2 separate regions of the Mus musculus genome follow, and region 2 is linked to region 1. A link is a contact called in public HiChIP or PLAC-seq data. All regions are on one chromosome and are shown on one strand. Each heading gives the region's core, a stretch centred on a gene start, on an enhancer-like site or on the middle of the called end of the contact. The rest is flanking DNA. Distances are from core to core; before and after follow the strand shown. Region 1 holds the start of Slc4a7 (solute carrier family 4, sodium bicarbonate cotransporter, member 7). Region 2 has its middle 170 kb from the start of Il3ra.

What was found. HiChIP or PLAC-seq counts read pairs in DNA pulled down with a chosen protein or histone mark.
Region 2: a contact with region 1 is called in an H3K4me3 HiChIP or PLAC-seq map of pro-B cells, with 4 times the contacts expected there. The contact joins the enhancer-like site here to the promoter of Slc4a7 in region 1. A contact is called at or near these places in 4 of 115 datasets of contacts at active chromatin or transcription factors (the 230-238 cell line, fibro-adipogenic progenitors, large pre-B cells and 1 more) and 3 of 9 other capture datasets (adipose tissue, liver and pancreatic islet).

The regions. Positions count from the first base shown.
Region 1 is chr14:14,701,309-14,704,403 of GRCm38.p6, forward strand. It overlaps Slc4a7 (solute carrier family 4, sodium bicarbonate cotransporter, member 7), which reads left to right and starts at 1,717. Exons shown (of 26, transcript NM_001360504.1): 1 at 1,717-1,972. The coding sequence starts at 1,925.
Region 2 is chr14:14,511,663-14,514,959 of GRCm38.p6, forward strand. No RefSeq gene overlaps it. Among named protein-coding and RNA genes, the nearest start is that of Il3ra, 170 kb to the left of the region's middle. Within about 2 kb of position 2,024, at least 44 of the 459 cell types and tissues checked have an H3K27ac peak or open chromatin away from gene starts, as enhancers often do. A contact at or near this core is called in the 230-238 cell line, pancreatic islet and pro-B cells, where this site is marked.

The DNA.
Region 1 (3,095 bases), core at 467-2,966:
TTGAACTCAGGACCTTCAGAAGAGGAGTCAGTGCTCTTAACCACTGAGCCATCTCTCCAGCCCTTCACTTCTCTTTCTTTACTGACATCTTTTAAAATTATAGTGAGGTATTAGAATGGTACAAAAGAAATCTACATAGTAGAACCCCGAGTTACTTATTTCTACAAGTCTCCACTTCTTTTATCTGTAAAATGGGAACATAACACTATCCTACTCTATTTGGTGTGGTTATATAGAATGATATAATCTGAGTAATTTATAAAGAAAAAAAAATTCTCACAGCTCTGAAGATGGTGGGAGGACTGCATTTCATGAGAGAGACTTCTTCCTGTCTACCCGAATCTGAGAGCAGAAGGTCTGATGGACATTTGTGAGAGAGCAAGGGACACCTTTGCAGTTCCAGACCCATGGTTTATAATGTGCTCATGAACTCCTAAAGGCCTTGTGTCCTAAATACCCAACACCATTGCATTGGGGATTAAGTTTCCAATACAGTTTTTTAGGGGACACAGTCAAATCACACACAAATATACTTTATAGTATTGTGTGGATTAAAGAGGGGCCATATTTGCAAAATGTCACTGTCTGTAATTCTAGATCTTTTCAAATGGTAGCTGTTATTAATGGAAGCACACCTGTTCTTGGACAGTCGTGTGTGAGCCTGCCCTGTACCTCTCTGGGAAATTTAGAACAAAGCCAGGAGGGGTCTGGGACCCAAAGCAGTACCCAGTACACTTTGCTATTTATTGATAATGGGTTAGGGATGAGTCTTGACCTGATGATAAGTATTTCCTTTCATAATCGAATTTAGATTTTCTCAGCTCAACCTTTTATTGTCTTTTTTTTTTTTTTTTTCTTGAGACAGGGTTTCTCTGTGTAGCCCTGGCTGTTCTGGAACTCACTCTGTAGACCAGGCTAGCCTAGAACTCAGAAATCCTCCTGCCTCTGCCTCCCAAGTGCTGGGATTAAAGGCGTGCGGCACCACTGCCCGGCTCTTTTATTGTCTTTATCAACAACCTGTTAACAATAGTGATAAGCACACCACAAGTGACACACCTTCACAGAGGGACAGAAATGTATTTAATCCTTCAATGTCCATTTGTGATGGAGACCATCACCTCCACACCCAGGTAGATAGTAGACAAGCACCCTACCTATAGGGTCGACCCAAGAGTGGGACAGGTTGTGGAACTAGGCCAGTGCAGGGAGTGCACTAGGCAAGTTGCTAAATGTATCCCCTCTTTTACAGGGTCCACGATAGAGTTACCTCTAGGAGAGAAACTTGCAGAGGCAGAGAATGAATCTGGCGTCGTCCTGTTTCTCTCCTGCTTGTAAAACACGTGGTGAGGAGCTGAATGGGGTGATGACCCCATTCCACTTCGAAAGTCTGTAGAACTTCCGATTCGAAAAACCGAGTTCCACTCTCAGCCTCGGTCAATTAAGTCTTTACAAAGAGGGGCGGGGCCTCCGGGAAACTGACCTGGGGGGCGGGGGAGGCGACAGACCCTTCCGAGCTGCTGATTGGCTGATACGAATGTCTGTCTTCTTTTGTCTCCGCCCTACCTCCAAGCCCCTTAGCCACTGGAGGCGGTCGCTCGACGCCGGACCTGGTGCCTAACAGGCAGGGGGCGTGCTCCGGGGGGGGCGTGCCGGAGCGCGCCCCGCCCCCGCCCCCGCCCCCGCCCCCCAGCCCCGCCCCCCGCCCCGCCCCCGCCCGGGCGCCGCTGCCTCCTCCGCGCCGCGTCCTCTGCCCGTCTCAGTCCTCGCGGCACGCCGTTGCCTCTCTCTCCCGGAGAACGTCCCGCGCTCGCAGCGGTCGCCGCACTCCGGGGCCAGCTCTCGGCGGCCAGCGCTCCGCACAGGGTCTCCCTCCGCGTGCCCGTCTCTGCTGCGGTCGCGGCCTCTCAGAGCTCCGGGGCGGGCCATGGAGGCAGACGGGGCCGGCGAGCAGATGAGACCGCTACTCACGCGGGTAAGGAGCGGGGAGGCCGAGGCCCGCAGACAAAGGCGGCGTCGCGGCGGGGCTGCCGGCGGCCTATGCTGGCGGCCGCGCGCCGCCGTCGCCTTTGTGTGGCGGGGGTCGCAGGGGACGGCCGGCTTCGAGCCCTCGGGGACGCCTCTCCCGAGGACGCGTGTCCGCCGCCGCAGTGCCCGGCTCTCAGACGCGCGGCTCCGGGAGCCGTGTTCTCCCGCCGCGTGGACGCTGCCGTCCTTCAGCCCAGGCTGCTGTTCCTGCCGCCGCCGCCGCCTTCAGCCTGTGGCCGGAGTCGGGACCGGCCGTCGGGGCCGGCGCTCTGTGGCGTGTTGGGTCGCAGGCCCAGGAGAAGCACCGTGAGTGCAGTGTCCTCCTCCGGGCTCCATAGAAAGAGAATGGACCGAGAGAGACCCCAGTGCTCTGCGCCGCGCGTCCCCAGTCCAGCCGATCCCGCTTTCCCAGTGCAAGCAGCCTGAGTAAGGGCGGACTTGGGACGCGCAGAAACTGGGCTCTCATTTAAACGGGGGAGGGGGCGGGGGGCACACAAGTGGCCCGTTCTCTAGAAACAGGAACGTGTATGTGCCCTACAGAAGAAACTGCTTTCTCCTTTCAGAGTCTCTGACTCAAAGGATGTGGTGGTACTAATTTTCCTACTTCCAATTTTTACTCTGACCAGTGAAATGGGAGGGAAGGTTGCAGGGATGAATTTTCCAGTCTTTTCAAAACAAGGAAAAGGACATTTTGCCGGTTTTTTTTTTTTTTTTTTTTTTTTTTTGGTAGAATTTTCCTTAAGGCTCCCTCCTCTCGTTACTTTAAAAGTTATTGTGGAGGCCGTGGGCGGTGATCATTCATTACTTCACAGTATTCAAATATAAACTCTTTAAATATAAAGGAAAACTTCGGTCTTAAGACTGTGAAGTTCTGTAGTGGTTATGGGTTTGATGGGTCACAGTGATGAAGTACTGGAAACTCCTTAGGATTCTTTTTATGGCCTTTGAATGAACCTTCAGGACCTTCTCCAAGACTATCTGTCAAATACACTGTTGCTTGTTCTTAACCTTATTTGCACATTTTCAGCTGAACAGTAAACAGTATCAGTTTTCATAAACCTGGGTAAAAA
Region 2 (3,297 bases), core at 774-3,273, 190 kb before region 1:
AATAGATAAAACAGTCCAGTTTTAATTACTCAGTTAAGAGAAAACTACAACATTTATAAAATAGCCTCTGTAAATGGATTTTTGTCCGGGATTGGTTCTAATACTTTTTCTTAATTTGGCTCCCAAAATTACATGGAAATCTTCATGTAGAGACATTGAGGGTCTCTGTTCCCCATTGGTTTTTGATTAATAATAAAGACCCAAAGGCCAATGGCTAGACAGGGGGAAAGTGGCAGGACTTTTAGGATTCTTGGGCAAGAGGGAGAAGGAACAGAATCACCATGACACGAAAGCATGGAGATCAGATTCAAAAGCTGCAGGAGAGAAACCATGCAACAATATGGGTGCAAAGGGAACGTGGCCCGATGGGAGGCTGCCCAGAAGGAAACAGGGCAGCAAAGATAAAATACAGATTTAGAAAGTGTTGACTCAGGAATACCAGAGGGGAGTGTGTGCAAACAGCGGGGAGGTTTCAAAGTGCCCAACCTTTGAGCTAATCAAGGCATATCAAAATATAAGAGCTGCATGTGTGTTTCTTTCATTTGTGAATCCAGAGAACTCTGGCAGGAAGCAGGAAGTGTGCTCACCACCAGGAGCCCAGTGCAGTTTAACTATTCACCACTACAGATTTTAATAAACTTTATTAATTATTAATATGACCTGGCAAGCCCCCCAATAGCCAAGGCAGAGTCCTATAGATTATTTAATTAGCTCCTGCACAATTACTGGGGGATTATCCCTAATCTATATTTCTATTTGCTAGACTGGTTTTTTTGGTTTTTGTTTGTTTGTTTTGTTGGTTGGTTTTGGTTTTTCGAGACAGGGTTTCTCTGTTTAGCCCTGGCTGTCCTGGAACTCACTCTGTAGACCAGGTTGGGCTCAAACTCAGAAATCTGCCTGCCTCTGCCTCCCAAGTGCTGGGATTAAAGGTGTGCGCCACCACGCCTGCCTCTGCTAGACTGTTAATTCCCAACTGTGCTCCCCAAACACTTGTTTGAACCTCGCCTAGGTTACTTCTGCTCCAGCAGTCTGTCTTGGGGGGCAGAGAATAGGGCATTTCAGTAGGGCACGTGCTTCCAGTCCATCACATCTAACATAGACCTCCTGTTGTCTTTGTCTTCTTCCTCCTTCACTCTCCTACCTCTCCTTCTGTCATGGGTCCTACCTGCAACCCCCAGCCCCATAACTGAAACTCTACCTACCTCTAATCTCCCCAGTAATTGGCTGTAGACACCTTTATTTAACCAATAGTTTTAAATTGGGGAGCAAAGTTTACATAGCATCACTTGGTGTATATGAAGATCTGCTCATAGGGACCAGTACTTAGCATTTGAGTACATAGCAGCACACGACTGACCCCCAACAAGAAACTAACATGAGCGGCAGCTACATGGATGGACTTTCTGATGGAGACAGGAGAAAGTAGATCTAGAGCCCAGCTACCTTCCATCTACCTCTAGCATAGTGAAGAAAATCTCTCTTTTTCAGAACTCTATTCGCTGGCCCCTCCTTTCTTTCCCCTTTCTAGCCAATAGTCCTCTGGGTCAGAAGAATGTAGGATGTACTGCTTAAAGATGCTGAGCATTTGATCTGACAGGCAGGTTCCCATGGCAACAGTCTCTACAAAGCATGATGACAGGTCTACTTCTCTTCAAGCCTTGACTTCCTACCTAGTCATAGCTGGTGGGAGACAGAAAAGAGACACTCAGTGGTGTTCTGTAGGATAATTTGTGCTATGCCCCATTGTCTCCGCATTGTATGCTTTTAGAAGCTGTAAAGTCTGATTTTCTGGAAACATTTTGGTTTTTTGTTTGTTTTCTTTCCTGTTTGCTTTTTATATTTGTGATGGGAGGAGATGGTGGAAAAATAAACAGAGCAAATCCAATTCATTTTGCAAATGCTCCGTAAATCAGTCTCCAGCTCCTACTTCACAGGCAGGTTTGAGCAATAGTGAGAGGAAGCCCTGTTTGCTGCTCAGGTGCTTGTGTAAAGAAAGACTGTGGCACAGTATCCCAGATGTTACTGTGTCCTTGACTGGAGAACTGGGCCCCTGAGGACTTGTCCTGAGAGCTTGGTGGTTTGAGTCTGTTGTTTACTCTGTCTTTACCACAGGAAATCTGTCTTTACCACAGAATAGCTGTAGAAAACCGTTATTATAATAACCCGAAGTCTGGTGATACATTCTGGGAACCTGGAGAATTTTCTTTTTCTCTGTGAACCCTGGTTTGGTTTGGTTTGGTTTGTTTGGACTTTATTCATGAGTGGACAATGGGTGACATATGGCTTTCGATTACATATATTGCAAATCTAATTTTTCTTAGTTGGCACATCTTATTACAGTATTTTTCCAATATTCTATTTAATTGAGAGTATCTAGTTGGGTAACTTGAAAGGAGGCAAGAATGATATAAGTATTCTTGGTATGTTGAAGAATTTCAACAGTGATATTTTCCCACTAAATTTCTACTGCCCACACCAGGTTATATCCCCATATATAATGGAGCCATTTTTTTCCTTTAGATTTGTCTGTGTTTGTGCACATATGTGTATGCAACTGTGTGTGTAAAGGTGCATGTGTTTAGACATGCATGAGGAGGCCAGAGGATAATCTTGGAGTGCTTGGGGGCAGGGGGAGAAGAAGAGGGGAGAGAGGGAAAGCCTTTCTGACTGTCTTGGAGCTTGCTAAGTAGGCTAGGCTAGCCGATCAGTAAGCAGCAAGAAGCACAACACTGCCTCTGCCTCCTCTGGGCTGGGAGTACAAGAGTATGAAATGATACCTAGTTTAAAAATCAACCAAAAACATAGTTCTGAGAATCCAACTCATATTTGCAAGGCAATCAGTTTAGAAATTACCTCCTCATCCCTTTTTTAAAATTTATTTTATCTAAAACTATAGCCTCTTTTTATTCCTATTATCTCTTCTCCTCAGCCATCCTAACTTCCCATCTTGTGCAATAGTTAAAACTGTGAGCTGTTTGGCCTGGAGTGACAGGAGAGGTGGGAGGTGTTGTTGTTAAGTAATATTTAATGATTCAGGTTTTTTGCAGGTTTCCTTCCCAACTTTGACCATTTATGTTCCAAATGAAAGACACACACACACACACACACACACACACACACACACACACACACACAGCCTTTGTATTTTAATATACCTCATGTAGCACAATAGCTGGGTAGTTGCCTAGCCTCCACGCTGTTAGAATCTACCTCCTATCCATAACCCTATTATTACTTACTAGGTTTCATCTGGCTATTCTTAACTCCAATTAGTCAGCCCTCTGGGCTACATTCTCT